Regions from separate parts of the Hordeum vulgare genome. Here all the other regions are linked to region 2. The links are chromatin contacts, called in public Hi-C maps. All regions are on one chromosome and are shown on one strand. Each heading gives the region's core, a stretch centred on a gene start, on an enhancer-like site or on the middle of the called end of the contact. The rest is flanking DNA. Distances are from core to core; before and after follow the strand shown. Region 1 holds the start of LOC123447811 (serine/threonine-protein kinase STN7, chloroplastic). Region 2 holds the start of LOC123447752. Region 3 holds the start of LOC123447801 (putative clathrin assembly protein At2g01600).

Region 1 (4,324 bases), core at 478-2,977, 400 kb before region 2:
GCCATGACGGGGCTGTGCGCCGGAGGATAGCGCGGGACCGAGGGTCGCCGTGCGCTCCGGGATGGAGGACGCCGTTTCGTCGAGGCCGGTGTTGCTTGCCGTTCTCGGGGTGTCTTGTATGGATCGAGGCCTCGGCACGCCGGGCATCATTTTTGCAAGTAGAAGAAACGCCATCGCGATGTGGATGAAGTGCAGTCGGCCTCTTCACGGAAGTGTCCGCTAGCATCACGTACCCATGCTTGTCGTCCGTCTCTTCATGAATGATTTGATGAAGTGATTCTAACATAAGGCAGAATGGATGAGATTCCTTTTAATCACAAGAAAACAAACGGAATTAATATTCTGATGATTAATTTCCTGTAAGAATGCATGCATGGAACATGGCGTTGCCGCTGCATGTCGCTGCTGCTACACTGCGCCCCGTCATTGAGGAAATGATGATGCTGCAGGGAATCTGAATATGCAGTGATCCAGGGCCAAGCCAAAAATTGCCACCGTCTTCTTGAATCAAGTAAAAGTTTGATCCATTCTCAGTGATTTTCTGTCATGCAAAAAGAAGATCGCTCTCTGTTCTCGAGAGAGGCGATGAATGCGCGCTGATGCTAATCTCAAAACGAAAACCAAATTGTCCTTCTGATGATCGATTTCTCCAATGGATGCATGCATGCCTATGCATGCGACCTGATGCGCCGGCGCGTATAGCGGCTGTAGCAGCCCCTGCAACATTTTTGACGACGCAACGCGTTGTGCGCTCAGCATCCCCTCGCCGTTGCGTGCTTTGCATCCGCTGCGACCTGTGGACGGCCTCGCGCGGGGTGTGGCGCGGGCGGCGGCCACGGCACGAGCGGACGCAGAGCCGGCCTAGCGCGGGACGCGGCGCTGCCGGGCGGCAGCCACCGATCTTGGCCCTCTTTCTGAGCGGAGAAGACTACGTGCTGATAACGTGTTAGAGTAAAACGAGATTGAATGAAAGTGAATAGACGATTAGTCCTGATTTCTATTGATTCTCAAGTATATATACATGTGGAAGAGGTGCGAAGAAGAGGTGTGTGTTCGGAGGCATCCCTGCAGAACATGTGCATGTTGGCAATAGAGAGAGAGATGAGACACGACTGTTCGGGGTTGGACACGTCCCTTAGCTAATTAATCTACTAATTAGTTTCTAACAGGGAGCACAGTAATTCGCATCCCAGATATTTTGTCACGGCGCAAACTCGACCAGTAGTCTGGCCGTGTGTCAATCGCACCGAGGTTTGCCGGTCCAAGCCTAGCCACTCACAAGCTCAACCCAAGGCGATGCTTCTCCCCTTCCCCGTCTCCCCACAGCCACAATTATCACCGTCATTTCTTTGGTGTTTCTTTTCGCTGCATGAATAAATAGTCTTATTAGTCGAGTTATATCTCCAGTTTTCCGGACTTACACTTGCAGTTAATTTACACGTAGATCACTCGCGAAAAAAATACAGTAAAAAAAATTACACGTAGATAAAAATGCTTGATGGAGTCACCAGCTCCACTCCAACAGTCACTGACATGTGGGTTCACAAATTTATAGCTGCCATTTTCCGAAGAACCGAATTCGCACGCGCGCCAGGCACCGGCCTCGTCTGCGAATGACAGGCGGGCCCGAAGCCACGTGGCGCGGACATCCGCTCCCACACGTTGGAGTTTTTTTTTTATCGCGACGATAATATAGGAGTAGTGGCGTGGCCGCATTTTTTAAGCGGGAAAAAATAAAGGGAAAAAAAAAGAAACGGAGACGAGCAGGAGCACGCATGGCCACCAGTAGCCTCGGCCTCTCCACCTCCTTCCTCCCCGGCCACGACACCCGCCTCCGCCGCCGGCGGCGGGCGGCGGGGGGGCCCGCCGCGGCGTCGTTCCGGCCGGTGGTGGCGTCGGCGGAGCTCGGGGTCGAGGTGGGGCGGCAGCTGGTGGAGGCCGTCGGCGTGGGGCTCCCCTGCACCGTGATGGCCTGCGGCGACGTCATCTACCGCAGCACGCTGCCGCACAACGACGGCCTCACCATCACGGCCCCCGGGGTCGCGCTGGCGCTCGCCGCCGCGTCCTACCTCTGGGCCACCCCCGGCGTCGCCCCGGGCTTCTTCGACATGTTCGTCCTCGCCTTCGCCGAGCGCCTCTTCCGCCCCACCTTCCGCAAGGTGCTCGATCTGCTGCCTCAATAAGCGCACGCATGGCCCGGCCCCCGCGACCCACCGGATTCGTTCGTACTGTGCTGATTGCTGTCGTGCGCTTTGAGCAGGACGACTTCGTGCCCGGGAAGAAGCTCGGGGAGGGCGCGTTCGGGGTCGTGTACAAGGCGTCCCTGTCTGACCCCAAAGTTGCAGAGAAGGTGAACACCTGTGATTTATATGCATGTTTTGCTTCAATTTTGGTAGAATTTGGGCAAATGAAGTTGCTCATGAGTCATGAATGAAGTGAAAATGTATCTGTGTGCACATGTCGACAAGCTCATTCAGCATTGATTGATTTCCTGGTTCGGTAATGGTACTCCGTTGCGTAGTTGTTGCTGAGGCAGAACTAAAAGGTTTCAGATGGATAGCTAAAACGCCTAGAGCTCCGTCAGAAATTTGCAAAAACAAGCTTCCGCAGAGTAGTAAAGAGGAGTGCGACTTGTACAGTGCATATGTCAGTTAAGTGGACTGTAAACCAACCGGGCATACTATGATACTAATGCACACCACTTGTTTCGACTATCTTCAAGCAAGGTGACGTGGTCGTGAAGAAGGCGACCGAGTATGGCGCGGTCGAGATTTGGATGAACGAGCGCGTCAGGAGGGCATGCGCTAGCAGCTGCGCAGATTTTCTTTACGGCTTTCGTGAGGTATTCGTACTCTGGGTTGAATGCTAAATCATTTTGTTTTGTTACCATCTCGTGGAACTACCTTCGTTTGCTAGTATCTGATCGATTCCTAAACTCACAATTTGAATTGTTTCCTAGAGCAAAACCAAAGGTAAGGGCGAGGAATACTGGCTTATTTGGCGCTATGAAGGCGAGGACACGCTTTCTGCTCTCATGCAAAGCAAGGAGTTCCCTTACAATGTAAGTGCATCAGACTTAAAGCAGAGTTTTTAATCAGCCAAGTCGCTTGCTCGCATTGGCTTCACTTAACCAGTTCTTAGCTGTAGGATGCTGCATTTCGTTGTTGGCATATACTGTAGGCAGTTAACTGATTCTAGCCCTTGGTGGTGAGACCTGAGTTATATTAGTCAGCTGGGTTAACTTACTGAGCTGCACCAGAAACCTTGCAATTAACTAGGTGGTAAATGAACAGTACTGTTTTTCCGGAACTGTGCTACCTTAGTGACCTAAGTGGAGCTTTTGAGCTCATATAGGGGTGATTTAGCTCCAGGTCTCTAATTTATGAAGAAATACTTTGCTAGATATAATGTAGGAATTGACAACTGCGGTTAGTGAGAACAGTCGGTTAGTTTCCTTCCGTAACGCCATCTTCTCATTGCATGACAACCATTTCTTCTTCTCTTCTATTTGTAAGGCAAAAGACATTCATGTAATGTAATTGTGAATTCGACAGTTCCATAACAAAAAAAAAAGTGTGCCTTGGTGCATTTTTTGACAGTTCATATATGTTTGCGATTGATCAGGTTGAGACTAAGATTCTCGGAAATGTTCAAGATTTGCCAAAGGGAATAGCGAGAGAGAATAAGATTATCCAAACGGTGATGGGACAACTCTTGTTTGCCCTTGATGGACTTCATTCGACGGGGATTGTTCACAGGGACATAAAACCCCAAAATGTGATATTTTCAGAAGGTAATAACCAAGCCATACATTGCTTGCAGTTTCATGCTAAAATCTTCTGTACTAATCAATTCACCTTTCTCCACTGGAAGAATCTCGCACCTTCAAAATTATCGATCTTGGAGCAGCAGCTGATTTACGAGTGGGCATCAACTATATTCCTAAGGAGTTCCTTTTGGATCCAAGGTAATTAAGCTACCCTCATGATTCAGAACTGTATTGCTGGAAAAATATTCCAATATAACTGATTACTAGGGGTTCGCTTGAATCTTTACCCATGATTTGCAGGTATGCTGCTCCGGAGCAATATATCATGAGTACGCAAACACCATCTGCTCCCTCTGCTCCAGTTGCAACTGCTTTATCTCCAGTTCTGTGGCAGGTATTCTTTAAAAGTTTGAATTCATGATGGAGCTGTTTACCTCTCCCTCAGTTTACGACAATTGTTCCAATCAACATAATTGCTTGAGCTGATGCAACGATTTCTTCTTGACAGCTGAACCTTCCTGACAGATTTGACATATACAGCTTGGGCCTCATATA
Region 2 (4,218 bases), core at 288-2,787:
TCTTTTTGTTCACTGTGCATTTTATTTCTGCTTGCAACTATCTTCTTTTTTCTAGAATAGTTGATACATTTGATTTTTTATCCACACACCGACATGTTTACACTCACACTGAAATGGCGTCTAAGCTTTTTTTTTTCTGCCTGGAACTGACTTTTATTTACATAATAGTTTATACATTTGACTTTTTTTATTTTGGGTATCAGAAAGAACATATATACATACATTTCAATGCATGTTTTTTTAGATGCTTTGGACATGTGAGAAATAAAATGGATATATGTATGCATTAGTGTAGCTAGTGCATAGCACGGGAGGGCCGTGGCACACCCAGAAAATTGATTTTTTTTATCATGTTATATTTTTAGATTTTGAGGTCCAAAAACAGCAGCTCATTGGGCTGAGCCTAAGAAGGCAGTTGGCCGCTCTCATAAATTCATATCCTATCCCTAATAAAAAAATCAATTCATCTCCTATCAAGACAACGACGGACACGATACCTAAATCGAACTCTACTCGGCAACAACAACAGACACACACAATAACCACTACACCGAGCTCACCTTGTCTACTATTATCAGGAAAGAGCTCTATTTGAGCCTTCTTCTCGAATTCTTTTGACTCTATAAAACCCTACCCAGTTCTTCCTTTCATTCTAGTTATTTAGTTTAGATATGTGTACTATATAGTTTCTGATCCTTATCTATTTATTCCATGACCAAAGTATGAAAGACCATGTTATTTTATTTGTCCTTGATTATCTTTGCTTTGCATTTTAAGCGTCCACACTTTCCATGTTTTGTGTCACGCTCCGCCTCTGCTCTTACGGACAACTATAGCCATTACGATGATCGATTTGATATGACGACTTTAACTAGAATCGCTCCTATGTACAATTATAGCTGGCCAAACGAGTCGCTTTGCAAGCCAGCCCATGAGCATGTGTGCCTGACACGTAACGGGTGTGACTAAACGATTCGTGCCTGACCCATGACATGTCGTTTGCCGTGGTCGTCCGCCGAGGCAAGGCCCGCGTGCCGACACGACACCGCATCTATTTATATTCTTTTACCAAGTTATTTTGTCCAAAGAGCCAAAAATTATCAAAAAAACGACATAAAAGACCAAAAAGCACGCGGGGTAGCCGACGCCCTGGAGGCGAGCCCAGCGTGCCGACACGGGAAGGTCCGCTTAGAGCAAGTACAATAGAGCTGAGTCAGCTGGCTATAAGAAATAAACTAATATTTTTTTATTTAGTTAGAGGAAAGAGAAGAGGAGAGAGAAGGCATTTTGTGAGTATGAAAGGTGAACCATATAATAAAGAAATAGTACACTTTTGCAATGAACTATTGTACATGTTAACTATAAAATAGGCTATAGATGACATGACAATAGCTTGTAGCTTATAAACGGGCCTCCGCATGCCGTGCCGTGTCAGGGCCAGCCCGTAGGCCACCAGAATGTCTCTATCCGCTAAAAGAAAAAAAAGCCTGGGCTGGTCTCTAACTCTCTATGACCGTTCCCACCAGCTCCTTTCTTCCCCGACCAGACGAGCAGAGCAGTACTAGGGTTTTGAGATTTCCCGTCGCCAGAATCGGCCGCCACCTCGTCTCCGCGAGCACCCGCCGGCGCCTTCCCTCGCCCTCGACGTCTTGCGCCCCGGCGACCCTCCCGTATCGCCGTCGCTTGCCCGCCCCCTCCTCCTCGAGCACCACCGCTGTCGATCTCTACTCGCGCCGCTCGCAGATCTGATTCCGGGGCTCCCGGCTCTCCCATCCAGGGTCAGGGCCGTACCCGTCGGCCACCATGCAGGTCAGCAGTCCCTGATCAATCTCTCTGTGTTGCTTATTCTCTCCAAAATATTCGACGGTGTTGCTTAATCCCTCATCAATCTCCCCGAAAAACATTTTTTGGGTCGATTTATTCTTTGTCGGCTGACTGAAATGATTGATAAACTTAAAATCTGTGCTATATGCTCTTAATATCCAAAGCACTTGTGGCTACATTTACCTTTCGTGCTGTGTTGATGGTTAGCTTCAAGTAGTCACAATGCTAGAGCTCACATGTTGTATGTTTTGAATTGCACTCTCATGAATCATGATCTTCATTTTTTGAATCATCTTATTTTGAGCAATTCTGTTCAATATCACCAGATCGCCGAGTGGCCACTTTTCTTCTTTTAGCTTGCTTCAGCTTAAAGGCTTCAACTAGGCCATAGTCTTCCAATATAGTGTCGTTTTATAATATACTTTTACATTTTAACGGCATCGCTTGTAAGATCTAATAGAAATCACCATTCTGAAGGCTAGCGACAGGTTCAACATCAATTCTCAACTTGAGCACCTCCAAGCCAAATATGTCGGAACAGGGCATGCTGACCTGACCAGATTGTAAGCATCTCATCTTTTGTATTAGGAATGTTGCATTAGCTAGCTAAATGGTAAGAATTATTCTTGATTGGCATGGTCTGGTAGGATATTAACCGTTAACATGTCTTTGTATTGCAGTGAATGGGCTGTAAATATCCAAAGAGACAGCTATGCATCTTACATTGGACACTATCCAATGCTAGCATATTTTTCCATTGCTGAGAATGAATCTATTGGAAGGGAGCGTTACGAATTTATGCAGGTATATGTGAAAGAGATGTATCTTAACTCATCTACTGAGTTTTAGCTGCAAATCGTGTAGGACTGAACGGTTGTATAAACGTTGATGTAAATTAAAACTAGTATCACTACTGAATTATGTTACTTGATTGCATTAATCTTTTACTGGTGGGATGCTAGTCTTGCTTTGGGTACTTAAGCAGTTTCACTGATTTTTATGGAGCTTCTGTTTGTATCATAATTGGCCTTTTTTTTATCATGAACATATACCTTGTAAGCGCTGTTATAATGTATCATCTCACAAGCTCATTAAATACCAGCTTGAAGTTATTTTGTTTCCATGCTGCCAAAGAATATTTTAGTGATGTGTGACAGTTTGAGGTACTTCATGTTTATAAATAGATGTGAGATACACCCCCTGTGTTCTCACAGGTTCCATAACTCTTTAAGTGCTATGAGAAACACTTCATGTCTATAAATAAGTGTTGTTTCAGAATGCTCAGAGTCTAAAGTTATAAGATTGATACTAATATACACATAATTATTGACATATTTCTCATCAAAGGGGGAAGAATGTAGCTTCAAGAGATTTCATATATCAACTAATTGGTCCAAATTCAAATGTTGGACCAATTGTTTCACACTTATGCATCTATATGCCCTTGTATTAAATGGCGGAAGCAAAACACACTGGACTGCAGCTTCAATTGTTTCAAACTTATGCAAACCTTAATTCAAGCCTAGCTGGCTGCATTTTGTTAAACACATACTCCCTCTGTTGTTAAATATAAGTCATTTTAGAGATTTCAATGCGAACTACATACAGATGTATATAGACATATTTTAGAGTGTAGATTCAATCATTTTGCTCCGTATGCAGTCCATATTGGAATCTTTAAAATGACTTATATTTAGGAACGGAGGGAGTATTTTACTATGTACTGTTAAATAGTCTATAGTTTAAAACCATGTGTACATTCTGCAGTATGCAATATGGATAAGGAGAGCCAACCTGGTTATCTAATGTCAGGATTTATCTTTCCCATTTTGCTGTGGTATTAAGCAGTCTAGTACTCTAGTACCCCAGTGTGGTATTAATCAGTCTAATATAAGGAGAGCCAACCCATTATTGATAGCCAGCCTAGTCTAATCTATAATGGAGGCTTTGCTCTGCAATAAAAAATGCAAGTAAAATTTCCCAGGGTGCAATTGTACATGGATGGAGAAAAACAGCGCCTTATTTATAGATGCTGCAGGCTTGTGGCAAAATGTTTCCCACTTCATGGCATATGTTGATCTGTTCATTTGTTTCATTAAGTTCATTTTATTACCATCTGCTTTAGCAAGTTTGAAGTTCTTAACGTACTCCCTCTGTCCTAAAATAAGTGTCACTGAGCTAGTACAAAATCTGCGATACTTATTTTGGGACGGAGGGAGTATTTACCAGTATCTAAGGTAGTCACCCTCCGTTCGTGGTATCTGGCCATACCACAGTTTTTCCATTCGCATGTTTGTCCACTTTTTCAACACAAGTAGTTGTATCGACGATGCATTTTAATACTCCCTCCGTCCTAAAATAAGTGTCTTGAGCTTAATACAACTTTATACTAGA
Region 3 (3,800 bases), core at 1,209-3,708, 300 kb before region 2:
CCACTTGAAAACTCTTTTCACCTTGTGTTTTTTCTTCTCAAACCTTATGGGCCTTAGTGGGAACTTATTCCAGCCCACTAGGGGCTGGTTTATCTCTTCCAACAGCCCATGAAGCCTTGGGGCGTGACACCCCTCCCGATGGTCCCCGGCACCCCTCCCGGCACTCCCGGTACACTACCGATGAGCCCGAAACTTTTCTGGTGACAAAAACAGGACTTCCTATATATCAATCTTTACCTCCAGACCATTCCGGAGCTCCTCATGATGTCGGGGATCTCATCCGGGACTCCGAAAAACTTTCGGTTACCAACACCTATAACTCAACTATACCGAAATGTCACAGAACCTTAAGTGTGCAGACCCTGTGGGTTCGAGAACTATGCAGACATGACTTGAGACACTCTCTGGTCAATAAACAATAGCGGGACCTGAATGTCCATATTGGCTCCTACATATTCTACGAAGATCTCTATCGGTTTAACCTCTATGTCAAGGATTCAATTAATCCCGTATGTTGTTCCCTTTGTCCTTCGGTATGTTACTTGCCCGAGATTCGATCGTTGGTATCTCCATACCTATTTCAATCTCGTTACCGGCAAGTCTCTTTACTCGTTCCGTAATACAAGATCTCGTGGCTAACTCCTTAATCACATTGCTTTCAAGGCTTATTGTGATGTTGTATTACCGAGTGGGCCCCGAGGTACCTCTCCGTCACACGCAGTGACAAATCCCATGCCAACCCAACAGACACCTTCGGAGATACCCGTAGAGCACCTTTATAGTCACCCAGTAACGTTGCGATGTTTGATACACACAAGGTATTCCTCCGGTGTCCGGGAGTTGCATGATCTCATGGTCATAGGAACAGATAAGTTGACGTGCAGGAAACAGTACCAATAAACTGACACGATCATATGCTACGTTTATAGTTTGGGTCTTGTCCATCACATCATTCTCCTAATGATGTGATCCCGTTATCAAGTGACAACACTTGTCTATATCAACGAGCTAGTCAACTAGAGGCTTACTAGGGACAGTGTTTTGTCTATGTATCCAGACATGTATTTGTGTTTCCAATCAATACAATTATAGCATGGATAATAAACGATTATCATGACCAAGGAAATATAATAATAACCAATTTATTATTGTCTCTAGGGCATATTTCCAACACTGCATGCCTGGCACGGGCCCATTTAAGTAGTGCCGTGCCCGATCCATGGCGTGCCGTGCCGGCTGGCTCGCGGGCTGGCCTGTTTAGCCTGACCCGTTAGGCCAGCTATAGTTTATAGATACAGTTGAGACCTATCATCGGACCTGAAGCTGTTGTTGAAGACTAGGGTCATGGTAGGTCATGCCATAGGGAGGAGCAACGGAGGGAGATGGGCCCTACCAGACGTCCATGTCACCGATGATGATGATGAAACCTTACAAGCACTCAAAACCATTATCAAAGTTTGCCATTTTTTCCTTTAGTTTTACTATTCATCACGAACTCATTTGAACTCGCAAGTATAAAAGAGACTTTCAGAGTATATGATTGCTTCCCCATATGTTGTAATTATCGTGGTAGAGAATGAGTACAAATTAGGCTGTTAAAATGAGGTCTTAAAAAACATTCACCATGATCCACATTAATTGTTGTTGACCACCAAGTAGATGAATGCATACATAAGAGCAACTCCGACACATTGACCCAAATAGTCCGTCTGTATCTGTATGCGTTGCCGCATGATACTTCTTCAACATATCTATAATTTTTTACTGTTCCATGTTATTATATTACTCCCTTCGTCCGAAATTGATTGTCGCAAAATGTATAAAAAATGAATGTATCTAAAACTAAAATACATCTAGATATATTCATTTTTATGACAAGTATTTTTGGACGGAGGGAGTATATGTTTTGGATGTTTTATATGCATTTATTTGTTGTTTATATTATTTTTGGGACTAACCTATTAATCTAGAGCCTAGTGTCAGCTTCTGTTTTTTTTACATTTTTAAATATTGCAGATAAGAAATATTAAACGGAGTTCAAACGGAATATAATCTCTGAAAAGATTTTTTTTGAACCAGAGACACGCAACAGACTTGGAGTAGGGGCAAGGCAATGCCTTTCGCTGGATGCTCAAGTCGACCCATATGAAAAAGCGGACGTGCATGTCCGTCTGACCGACCTAAACAAACGGAAAACGAATAAAGCGGTGGTGCATTCGTTTGGATCGGTGCGTTGGAGTTGCTGTAAGGATATATTTTTACGAGTTTGGAGGGGGTATTCCACAGTAATAAAATAAAAAAAGGGAGCAATATTCCCTCGAACCCACGGAATTTCTCGAACCTTCCGCTCCCACGCGTAGAGCACGAGACAAGACGCCGTCAATCACCCGAAGCTGGCAGCCTCTGGCACGGCACGGACGCCAACTTCCCAAAAAGCACCCCCATCTCCCCCATTATCACACACTCCCCCACAGGTCACACGCACTGTCACACCCCGCCCCCGTCTCCGCGAAACCGTCGCGAACAAACAACCAACCCCCCACCCCAAAAGGCGACACAGCCAGCGCGCGGCGGCCGGAGCCGAACCCGGGGAAGGGGAAGGGGAAGGGGAAGGAGAAATGGCGTCGATGCAGAGCTGGCGCAAGGCGTACGGCGCCATCAAGGACACCACCACCGTCAGCCTCGCCAACATCAACTCCGACTTCAAGGTCCGCCGGATCCGGAGCGCCCCCCCTTTTCCCCGCCCGATTTTTTTTTTGACCTAGCTCTGTGCCCGAATCCGTCGGAGCCCACGGCCGCGCGGGCTGGCGGCGTGGCGGGAGGCCTGGATCTGCGCGGTTCTGATTGAGGAATTTTTGTTTTTGTAGGATCTGGATGTGGCGATCGTGAAGGCGACTAACCACGTGGAGTGCCCGCCCAAGGAGCGCCACCTGCGCAGTGCGTTCGATTTCCCTCCCCACGCCCCCTATATTTTGCTTGGCCTAATTTAGAGTAATCCGGGGCTCATAATTAGATCGTGCCTCAAGGTGCCAGGCTCGAAGGGGGGAGGGGATAAGGTTCTGTTATCTATGTTTTCTGTTGGGGCGGGCTGGTGTTTGATTGGTCGTGTGTGTGTGGTGGTGGCGGTGCAGAGATTGCTGCGGCGACGTCCATCGCGAGGCCACGGGCAGACATCGCCTACTGCATCCACGCTCTCTCTCGCCGTCTCTCCAAGACCCGCAACTGGATTGTAAGCTCCATTCCTGTCCATTTACGGTTTTGATGATGTTGCCTTGGATGATAGCTTGATCGCATGCATTTCGGACTCCTGAATGGTATCTCTCTGTCCTGTATAATGAGACTGGTTCTTGTGGCCTCTTAGGAAGCGTTCAGTAGCAATTTGCAGTTGCTGTATTATGTTGCCAGTCTGTAGCTTCCCTTGTAAGATGTAACATATATATTGGCTGTTGTTATTTCTCTTTAGTCTATGGATTATGTTATGTGTTGATGTCGTTGGATTTTCCATTGAGTTACTTTTATATTGCTTGTTGTGATTTCTCTTTAGACAATAGATTCTGTTCTGTGTTGATGTCGTTGGATTTTCCATTTGAGTTACTTTCTGAACATCCTGTTGACATAGACTGTGAAAATGTTAGTACTGTTGATTATATCAAAAAAGATGGAAAACCATACTAAATGCTGGAGCCAAATGTGCGATCTTACAACGCCATAGCTGTCGATTCTGCATCCATTATTGCTCCACTTTGCTGGTTGTTTCAACTCCCATCATTTAATTCAGCAGTGCTGTATTCTCATAAAGC

The links. Hi-C and Micro-C count contacts between places; a contact is called where the count stands out from the background.
Region 1: a contact with region 2 is called in a Hi-C map of leaf, with 5 times the contacts expected there. The contact joins the promoter of LOC123447811 here to the promoter of LOC123447752 in region 2. A contact is called at or near these places in 2 of 6 Hi-C or Micro-C datasets (leaf and seedling).
Region 3: a contact with region 2 is called in a Hi-C map of seedling, with 4 times the contacts expected there. The contact joins the promoter of LOC123447801 here to the promoter of LOC123447752 in region 2. A contact is called at or near these places in 3 of 6 Hi-C or Micro-C datasets (leaf and seedling).

What each region holds. Positions count from the first base shown.
Region 1 is chr1H:483,127,134-483,131,457 of MorexV3_pseudomolecules_assembly, reverse strand. It overlaps LOC123447811 (serine/threonine-protein kinase STN7, chloroplastic), which reads left to right and starts at 1,727. Exons shown (of 10, transcript XM_045124495.1): 1 at 1,727-2,159; 2 at 2,261-2,350; 3 at 2,723-2,842; 4 at 2,960-3,061; 5 at 3,625-3,793; 6 at 3,874-3,967; 7 at 4,070-4,163; 8 at 4,278-4,324. The coding sequence starts at 1,776.
Region 2 is chr1H:482,731,240-482,735,457 of MorexV3_pseudomolecules_assembly, reverse strand. LOC123447752 reads left to right here and starts at 1,537. Exons shown (of 4, transcript XM_045124408.1): 1 at 1,537-1,809; 2 at 2,302-2,387; 3 at 2,505-2,628. The coding sequence starts at 1,804.
Region 3 is chr1H:483,028,556-483,032,355 of MorexV3_pseudomolecules_assembly, reverse strand. LOC123447801 (putative clathrin assembly protein At2g01600) reads left to right here and starts at 2,458. Exons shown (of 15, transcript XM_045124484.1): 1 at 2,458-2,708; 2 at 2,868-2,937; 3 at 3,132-3,229. The coding sequence starts at 2,619.